2 separate regions of the Drosophila melanogaster genome follow, and region 2 is linked to region 1. A link is a contact called in public Hi-C data. All regions are on one chromosome and are shown on one strand. The core of a region is the stretch at or near the end of the contact, and the rest is flanking DNA. Distances in the headings are between cores, read along the strand shown. Region 1 holds the start of GlcAT-I (Glucuronyltransferase I). Region 2 holds the start of CG3626.

Evidence for each region. Hi-C and Micro-C count contacts between places; a contact is called where the count stands out from the background.
Region 2: a contact with region 1 is called in a Hi-C map of the Kc167 cell line, with 2.5 times the contacts expected there. The contact joins the promoter of CG3626 here to the promoter of GlcAT-I in region 1. A contact is called at or near these places in 14 of 107 Hi-C or Micro-C datasets (the D17-c3 cell line, the Kc167 cell line, the ML-DmBG3-c2 cell line and 8 more) and 1 of 6 datasets of contacts at active chromatin or transcription factors (the Kc167 cell line).

The regions. Positions count from the first base shown.
Region 1 is chrX:4,128,232-4,133,270 of dm6, forward strand. GlcAT-I (Glucuronyltransferase I) reads left to right here and starts at 2,980. Exons shown (of 2, transcript NM_167003.3): 1 at 2,980-3,263; 2 at 3,327-4,602. The coding sequence starts at 3,055. The coding sequence ends at 4,038. tyf (twenty-four) reads left to right here. Exons shown (of 8, transcript NM_001297924.2): 8 at 1-1,785. It overlaps Fas2 (Fasciclin 2), which reads right to left. Exons shown (of 10, transcript NM_001272308.2): 10 at 4,656-5,039.
Region 2 is chrX:4,364,070-4,369,108 of dm6, forward strand. It overlaps CG3626, which reads left to right and starts at 2,348. Exons shown (of 6, transcript NM_131934.2): 1 at 2,348-4,073; 2 at 4,745-5,039. The coding sequence starts at 2,519. norpA (no receptor potential A) reads left to right here. Exons shown (of 16, transcript NM_001169190.2): 16 at 1-1,339. mir-982 (mir-982 stem loop) reads right to left here and starts at 1,829; the gene lies at 1,737-1,829. mir-303 (mir-303 stem loop) reads right to left here and starts at 2,179; the gene lies at 2,110-2,179. It also overlaps mir-983-1, mir-983-2, mir-984 and asRNA:CR43614.

The sequences.
Region 1 (5,039 bases), core at 1,730-4,229:
ACAGGCAGAAGGAAGACTTTCCGACCATATAAAGTATATATATATTCTTGATCAGCATCAATAGCCACGTCCGTCTGTCCGTATGAACGTCGAGATCTCAGGAACTATAAAAGGTAGATGGTTGAGATTCAGCATAAAGATTCTAGAGACATAGACGCAGTATAAGTTTGTTGACCCATGTTGCCACGCCCACTCTAACGCCCACAAACCGCACAAAAATGTCACGCCCACACTTTTGAAGAATTTTTAAATGAAAAATGATAAAATTTCGCGTTCGCATTCACATTAGCTGAGTAACGGGTATGTGATAGTTGGGGAACTCGACTATAGCATTCCCTCTTGTTTTTCGCCAGTAAACATTACTTCCTTTTACATCCAACGCTCTTTTCGAAAATATCAAAACAGTTTTTCCGTTCTATTTAGAAAACACATGTTTAATTTCAGCAAACTCAAATTAGTCTAAGAAACGTGTTTTAAAGACGTACATCTTTCGTGTAAACTAGTGTTATATATGTACAACCACTAAGTCAAACTAAGCCAATGTACACTGCAACAATTTTAGACAATTGAGAACTAACGAGAAACAGAAACAAGATACACAAAACCGAATATATAAGGGTATGGAAAAGAACATGAAATTAAATTATACGATAGGCCAGTAATTAAACATAATACTGAAATATTATTAATTACTTATAAACAAACGGAAAAAACACAAAAAAAAAAGTTTCTTATGTGTGTATTTATGTAATATATATATTGTAGTTGTGTGTATGTGTATATAAATAGTAAATTGCGACTCGAGACAAAGAAAATCACAGAGGCATACGAAGAAGGATCAGTCAAGATAATCGGACATTCATTTTCCCCGCTTATAGTAAACCGCCTTTTTCGTAGGACGAGGGTGGCTCGAGCTTGGAGTTTGAAGGTCGAGACATCGGCCGACAGACCAAAACTAGGATCGTTTGTTTTAGTTTGGCCTTTTGTTTTTACGTAGCTAGCGTATTGTTCAATTTATCGGATATTAGATATCGGAGTAATCGCTCGAGTTGCGTACAGTTCAGTCTGCATTATTTCCGTCTTGCGTGCACTTGTTGAGTTTGAAATACAAAATAACAATAATTGGGAACGGAGTGGAGTGGCGAGAATTGAAGCAGCAGAGAGCACAGTGGGAACTATAATCATAGATATACATACATGTAACAAAGTCTACGACTAAGTCTATTTACTACTGATGAACCTACTAAGTAACCCCCAATTCCCGATCCCCCAAAATTCCAACCCATCCCTATATATAACTTATACATACCAATATTTGTACATGCGAAACAAGCGAAAGGCTTTAGAATTTAATCGTAATGGTCCGAAAATCGATTAACCAATCGAAGCAGAAGCAGCAACTGAATGGGAAACCGAAATTTAATTTATAATTTGTTTAAATTATCATATACTGGAGAGAAGTGTATTTCTGTGGAGAATCGAAATAAAATTTAACAAAAAAAAAAAAAGAAAACAGCTGCATTCGATTTACAATGAATTTCGAGGGTTGGGTACACATAGGATATTGCAGGTTTAAGTATTGATGAATGGAGCTGATGGTGTAAACTAAGGTACCAGATTTCCTGCATCAGATCTATCCCTTGGGCACCGGCAGAAGGCAACTGGAGGACATCATCGAGCGGAAATGCGACCGGCGTGTTAGAAATTAAGCTATTATTATTATTAGTTTTCTATTATTATTAAGACATAGGATATTATTTATACAATATAAGTGAATAAAATATTAAAAACCAAAATAGTGAGTTTTTATTTAATTTCTCGTGGTTTTGGGCAGATATCCAATTTCTTCGCACCAGGCGATCATAATTAGCAGGAAGGTGTCTGCTGGAAACAAATTGAGCGTTGGTCACTTCCTGGCATTTCTGTTTGCCTGGTACATGGGATCGTATTTTCCCCGATTTGCCTAACAAAATGAGGCCTGACTTTCGCGGTTTTGGGCAGATTTCCAATTTCTTTGCACCAGGCGATCATAATTAGCAGAAAGGTGTCTACTGGAAACAAAATGAGCGTTGGTCACTTCCTGGCAATTCTGTTTGCCTGGTACGTGGGATAGGTTTTTCGCCGATTTGCACTACAAAATTAGGACTGACTTTCGCGGTTTTGGGCAGATTTCCAATTTCTTTGCACCAGGCGATCATAATTAGCAGAAAGGTGTCTACTGGAAACAAAATGAGCGTTGGTCACTTCCTGGCAATTCTGTTTGCCTGGTACGTGGGATAGGTTTTTCGCCGATTTGCACTACAAAATTAGGACTGACTTTCGCGGTTTTGGGCAGATTTCCAATTTCTTTGCACCAGGCGATCATAATTAGCAGGAAGGTGTCTACTGGAAACAAAATGAGCGTTGGTCACTTCCTGGCAATTCTGTTTGCCTGGTACGTGGGATAGGTTTTTCGCCGATTTGCACTACAAAATTAGGACTGACTTTCGCGGTTTTGGGCAGATTTCCAATTTCTTTGCACCAGGCGATCATAATTAGCAGAAAGGTGTCTACTGGAAACAAAATTTGGTCACTTTGGCGTTGGTCACTTCCTAGCATTTCTGTTTGCCTGGTACGTGGGATAGGTTTTTCGCCGATTTGCACTACAAAATTAGGACTGATTTTCGCGGTTTTGGGCAGATTTCCAATTAATTCGCACCAGGCGATCATAATTGGAAGTAGGTGTCTGCTGGGAACAATATGATCTTGTTCGTCAAATTGTGAAATTCTGAATTTCGGACACTGAATGTCAGGGGTTGATTTTGCAGAATTTAAATTTAAACAGATAAATAAAACACGGTATAAGTTGTCTTTTTTGTTTTTATTCTTAAAGTATAGTAAAATACATTTCCTATAATAAACCTTAAGTGTAACCACACTGGAGACGAAGAATATCGATAGTTGCCCGGAACTTGATGGTGCGACCGTTCGTTCCGCTAGCATGTCGTTATTTAGGCACACAGCTCGCCGATTTGTTTGTTTTAACAAAATTCGGTTTTTACCAACTGCCGCAGGATGTCGGAGGTCCGCATTCGCCCGCGCCAGGTCCTCATCCTGATCATTGTCTTCCTCGTGGTGCTGATGATGGTGCACCGAAACGGGAAGCGCACATGCCAGGGTCCAGAATACCTCCAGGCCATGTTCGTCCAAGGCGACACGTTACCCACGATTTACGCCGTAACGCCAACGTATCCACGGCCCGCCCAGAAAGCCGAGCTAACCAGGTAGAGTAAATCATAAACCGCATACATACCAATACCTTTAAGTAACGCCCCGTATTCCAACAGACTATCTCACCTCTTTATGCTGCTGCCGCACCTGCACTGGATCATTGTGGAGGACACGAACGCCACCACTCCGCTGGTCAGAAACCTTTTGGATAGAGCCGGATTGGAGAAGCGTTCCACGTTGCTGAACATCAAGACGCCATCTGAGTTCAAGCTGAAGGGCAAGGACCCCAACTGGATTAAGCCACGCGGCGTGGAGCAAAGAAATCTGGCTTTGGCCTGGTTGAGGAACCATGTCGACGTCGATCGGCACTCTATAGTGTTCTTCATGGACGACGACAACTCCTACTCCACGGAACTGTTCGCCGAGATGAGCAAAATCGAAAGGGGTCGCGTGGGCGTCTGGCCGGTGGGTTTGGTCGGCGGTCTGATGGTGGAGCGACCCCTGCTTACGGAGGATGGCACTAAGGTGACCGGATTCAATGCCGCTTGGCGACCGGAAAGACCATTCCCCATCGACATGGCCGCCTTCGCCATCAGCATGGATCTCTTCATCAGGAATCCGCAGGCCACGTTCTCGTACGAGGTGCAAAGAGGCTATCAGGAGAGCGAGATCCTGAGGCATCTGACCACCAGGGATCAGCTGCAGCCACTGGCCAATAGGTGCACGGATGTGCTCGTCTGGCACACGCGCACTGAGAAGACCAAGCTAGCCGCCGAGGAGGCGCTCCTGAAGAAGGGCCAGCGATCCGATGGCGGCATGGAGGTCTAACCCGGGACCTAATTGTATATATAGCAAACTATCATCCTAGTGAATTTACTTAATGTGTTCCGTCTCCTCATAGTTTAGCCCCAATTTATTTAATACTTTTTACTTCATATTTTCTATATATTTTATAAAAACATGGTGTAGGCAAACATTTTGATGATTTAAGTTCAGACTAAGTCACTCTTTTTTTTTTTTAACCAGACATTTTCGGATTGAAATCAAATGAGATTTTTTCTAACTACACCGCGTACTTGCGCAAATTTTAAATATGAAAACACTACTAGTTGTATAATGCTCAAAGAAAAGTTGTATAATATCTTCGTAAGATAGTACCTAGTCTATCTGCACGAAGGTTATTTATTTTACCTCGAAAGGTAAACCCAAATGAACTAATTCTCTGTCTTTGTTGTACCTAAGCTATAAGAACGCTTTAAGTTGCCCCATTGTATTATATATAGGCCTATAGGTTTTGCAAATTGTTGGAGATTAGTTACATTAGATATACATAAGCTTCCCCTGTGTGCCTCCCAATTGACGCAAATAAAATTGGTAGTGTTATCGAAACCTATTTAAAAAAAAAATGTTGCTTCATTGACAAGGGATTGGGTCAATACTGGTTTATTATTACCGCCAAATGGGAATTAAAACTACATCGATTGGAATTATAGTACAGTAAATAAGATTTATTTCCCCCGTTTCAGTTTCAGTGTATAATTTTTCATCAATTTTGTTTAGTTCATATAAAAAGCTACACTCTGCCGCCGAACAAAGCTGCGTTCGGTTTCTTGCAAACATATTTCATATGCTCGAATGACCAGCAGTTTTTCAAACAATCGCATCCAAATTCAAATGTGTATATAGCCTCCTGTAATCTCGACTTGGGTTCGCTTCGTGGGTTATTCAATAGGTCTTTCATAGAGTATCGTGTATATTTATAGGTAAAAAGCTCTGGCAAGGCGCTTGACTTAATTGGCAACAGAAGGTACAAAGCTCATAGGCAACGA
Region 2 (5,039 bases), core at 1,098-3,597, 240 kb after region 1:
GCGGGTAAAAACTATTCCGGTTAATACTTCAAGGACTTGTTCCTTTTTTTTTCAAGTTATTGTTTCAATAATTGAAGGTATTACATTTACTACGAATATAATTCATACATTGGCTTCTCAAGAGCACTATTAGTGAAGGTTTTTTTTTTCAAAGGCAAGTGGACTTTTCCCTAAAACCAAAGAAAGCGTATAACGAAAACAAACAAGAATGTTGCCATATAAAACCAAAACTGAATCACTCGAGGTCAATTTAAGAAACGTTACCCCGCCAATCGACGGATTCTCTACACTTAGTAAATGTGTCAATTTTTTATGTTTATTTTTTATATATTTTGTTGGTATTTTTTTTTTTTTTTTGTAATCTTAATAAGTTGTAGTCTTTAATGAAGCGCTAGAGCAAAAATGTTACAGGATATGCACGATGGTGTAACCCATACACTTGGGGCCACCCTGTTGTAGTTTGTACTTCTGTGAGAGCAAAAACCCAGATTATGATTATGAATAGCGATAGCAAGCGAGACAGATAACTCGCGGATGTATCTACTATCTACGTATTAATTGATTATGTTTTTGCGAACAAACAAACAATGTAAAATGAATAGTTTAAAAAGAGGTCGCGGGACAAGAAGGTTCTTGTCGATGAAATTAACTTATATTAAAAATGCTGCGTATGAACTTATGATTATATACTATGAACTATATATATTAAACTATTATGATTATTATTATTATCTTTATTATGATTATTATTACGATTGTTCCGATATCGAATAACTTTAATTGCAATAAATCCTATTCCAAAGCGACTCTAGAGATTTTCCCTAGATTTCTCCTTTTAATTTGGATTTTAAAAAACACTTACTCTTATTTGTAAGCCAATATTTGTGGCCAGCACTAAGCTTACTTTATGTTTTAGTTCTAGCCTCATATCACCGCTGTCCCAAGAGATGTGCTATATGTTTGAAACCGACAATTCGACCCCTGCAAAAAAAAAAATAGTTTAGTTTAGTATCCTATAAAGTTTTAAGATATTGCGAACTTTTGCGAGAAACCAAATGAGCCCAAATGTTAGAACAGCAGCCTCACACACTATGCATCATACATATATCCAATCCAATATATACAGATACAGAAACGGATTCTCTATTGCTAAGATTCTAGCCTGAGTGCGTTTGTTGATTTTACGGAACAAGCTGAGAACATAAAGCATACTAGTTAATGGACATTAAATAAAAACCAATACGAAAATTCTTTGGGTTGCGTCAAAGATTGTAAAAAACAAAAGATTTAACAACTAAGACGTTACTGGGTGTTTTGGTGGTTATTGGAAATAAATCTTAAAATGAAATTCGCCTATCTTTGTCTTTTAAAGTTGCTTACTAAACCATCCTGTTTTATAAAAATCAAACAAATAATGATGGATTATGCGATTATTCCTGAAAGTATCACTGACGACTGGTGTATTAAAAACAGTCTTTTAGGACTACTTTCAATGGCGTAAATGGTTGTGTTCACTCTTTTTAGCACTGAAATCAATCTTAGATTGATGGATTGATTAGATGATTGATAAGTATGTAAATTTTTATATTTTTTTTTTGCAGCGTTATGCCATCCTTATCTCGAAAGTCTTGCTAAAGATTGTTGTAATAATAACATTCTATTAGGAATTGTTCCAAGGATATGAATGGTAATCATTCGTAATATTTGTCAGAAAAAATAGCACAATTTTTCTTGCAGCTCTAAAACCATTTAGTTCAAGGATGAATATCAAGTAATTGATGCATAAAAACAATTTACTTCATATTTGTCCAGGATCTAACATGATTTCGTTTTTTAACTTGATATATTCGTTCCTTTTTATTCAGAAATGTTTTTTAGGCACCTTTAAACATTTTTAGGAAAATAAAAACTCGTTAAAAATATTTAAAAGATGGTATACATGTACATATATCAGTATATTGTGTAGTTTAGCGAAAGCGTTTTTTTTTTGTTCATATTGTTAGGCAATTATAAACGAATTTAGGGAAATAAAAACTCGTTCGGAATGGGAAAAAAAATGAAAAATGAATGAATATTGGTAATAACTTCTCGATGCGACGACACATGATGTCTTGATTAGGATTTTAGAGGAAACTAGTTTTCGTTATTAAACCAGTTTCCTGTGAAACCTAAACCAAGATATCAATTTGGTTTTTTAACACTAGAAGAATACAGCGCGCGAAATTATGCTATTAATATTTACGGAATTTCCGTTTATCCAAGTTTCGCACCATGGATTGAGTCTCCGCTGAACGCTTACCGATAATCATCGACGTTTCGACCCATCTCTAACCGCAAACGCATCTGGCCACTCTACCGCTGTGTTGTTATTGTGCCAAAAGCCAATTTACCAATCAAAAGCACAATATCGCGTATATAGATAGTGCCCTCCAGTGAATCCGGTGACCTGCGGCAAGAATCGGGTTAGTCCCATGAGGTTGTGATATACACATACTTTACGTTTGCGCCGGTGAACAAGATGTGGAAACTGCTGCAGCGTTCGGGGAATGCAGTTTCTGTAGTTCCCAGACGGAGGTGGTGTTCACCTGGCCTTTCGAATGCAGTGCGCCTGTCTAGTAGCCAGATGGATCCGGCTGATGAACGGGTCCTGCGGAAGCGGAAGTTTCAGCCGCAACAGGCGGCCGATCTTAGCGAGGAACTGGCCGGTCAGCTGCCCGTCAAATCCCGGGTGGTCATCTGTGGCGGCGGCATCACCGGCGCCTCGGTGGCCTATCACCTCGGACTGAGGGGATGGGGTGGCGAAACGCTGCTCGTGGAGCAGGATCGCGTCGGTGGCGAGCTGCCCTGGACTGCCTGCGGATTGGCGGGTCGCTTCGAACCTAGCTACACGGAACTCAAGCTGGCTGAGTACTCCATAGATTTGATCAAGCGACTGGCGGAGAACGGTTTGCCCACGGGATGGCGGCCAGTCGGTAGCCTGAATCTGGCTCGAAGTTGGGACCGCATGACCGCCTTCAATCGCATGAAATCGCAGGCCTTGGCGTGGGGCATGCATTGCGAAATCCTTTCGCCAGAGCAGTGCGCCCAGCACTGTGAACTGCTCTCCTTGGACGGCATCGAAGGTGGCCTTTGGATACCTGAAGACGGGGTCTGTGATCCGCAACTCGTTTGCCAGGCCTACATGATCGAGGCCCAGCGATTGGGAGTCCGCATAGTCGAACACTGTGCCATCAAGAAGATTCACAGCGAGCATGGCAAGGTGAGGAGTGTGGAGACGACCGCCGGCGATGTGGAGTGCGAGTACTTTGTGAACTGCACGGGCTTTTGGGCACGCGAGGTGGGCACTTTGTCCAAACCGGTGGTTAAAGTGCCGCTCAAGGCGGTGGAGCACCACTATTTGCACACGAAACCCATCGAGGGGCTCAGTCCGGACACGCCTTTCGTCAGGGATTTCGATGGACGCATCTTCTTTCGGGAGTGTGAAGGTCACATTCTCGCAGGCGGGTTCGAGCGCGAGGCAAAGATGGTGTACGAAGATGGAGTGATTCCCCTATCGCAAACAGCTCGCCAACATCCGCCGGATTGGGATCACTTTCACGAGCTGCTCGATGCCCTGTTGCTGAGGGTTCCCTCCTTTAGAGATGCCACGTTGGATAGGCTAACAAATTCGCTGCAGGTATTCTCTCCCGACTGCAAGTGGATCCTAGGGGAAGCACCTGAAATCCAAAATTACTATGTAGCAGCTGGCAACAAGACAATGGGTGTATCGGCATCCGGAGGCATTGGACGCGTCCTCACCGATCTAATAACCAAGGGCTCTACTTACCTCGACCTGCACATCCTGGACATCAGCCGGTTTCTGGGGCTGCACAACAACCGAAAGTTCCTGCGAGATCGCTGCAAAGAGGCACCGGGAAAGCACTTCGAAATCAACTACCCCTTCGAGGAGTTCCAGACCGGTAGGAACCTGCGCATGTCGCCCATCTACCCGCAACTCAAGGAGGCGGGCGCCGTTTTTGGGCAGTCGATGGGCTACGAGCGACCCAACTACTTCGATCAGCAGGACAAGCACGGTACATTTATGTTAATAGGTTTTTGATCACATCTATTGTCGGTTATTGAGATGTTCATATGATACAAATGAATGCGCCATTCAATGTCTATCTGAATATTTAAAAAGTACAGATAAATACGTTCGAATGGTACATCATAAGTAATTTCTCATACGCCAGCGAGTTGAATGTTTACAACAACTAGATAATGCGTAACTACCTAATGAATGAACTGAAAATCATTAGTTCGAAACGTATTATTTAATTATTGCAATATAATAGCATATGCATATAATATGAATCTACACACACAGTTTATTACAAGAATGGTACATCATAAGTAATTTCTCATCCGCCATCGAGTTGAATGTTTACAACAACTAGATAATGCGTAACTACCTAATGAATGAACTGAAAATCATTAGTTCGAAACGTATTATTTAATTATTGCAATATAATAGCATATGCATATAATACGAATCTACACACACAGCTTATTACGAGATGTTTTTTCGACGCCAGTAAACTGAAAAATTTCGCCGAGCCAAATTCGGTTGGATTTATAGTTAAAAGACAAAATTCCAACCGTATTTACCTCAATGAAATTTGTTTCTACGCAATAGAAGCCATTCCCATTCACTCACCGAGTTGACGACTCATTCTTCCTTCTCCGGCTTGATTCTATATTTCAGATGAGTTCGGGTTGCCGCGCTTTCGTATTGCCCAAACACGCACCTTTGGCAAGCCGCCGTGGTTCGATCATGTGGCCTCAGAATACCGGGCTTGTAGGGAACGCATTGGCATAGCAGACTACAGCTCCTTTACCAAATACGACTTCTGGTCGAAGGGAAACGAGGTGGTGGACCTATTGCAGTACCTCTGCTCCAACGACGTGGACGTGGCCGTGGGCTCCATCATCCACACAGGCATGCAGAATCCCAATGGGGGCTATGAGAACGACTGCTCCTTGGCACGCCTCTCCGAGCG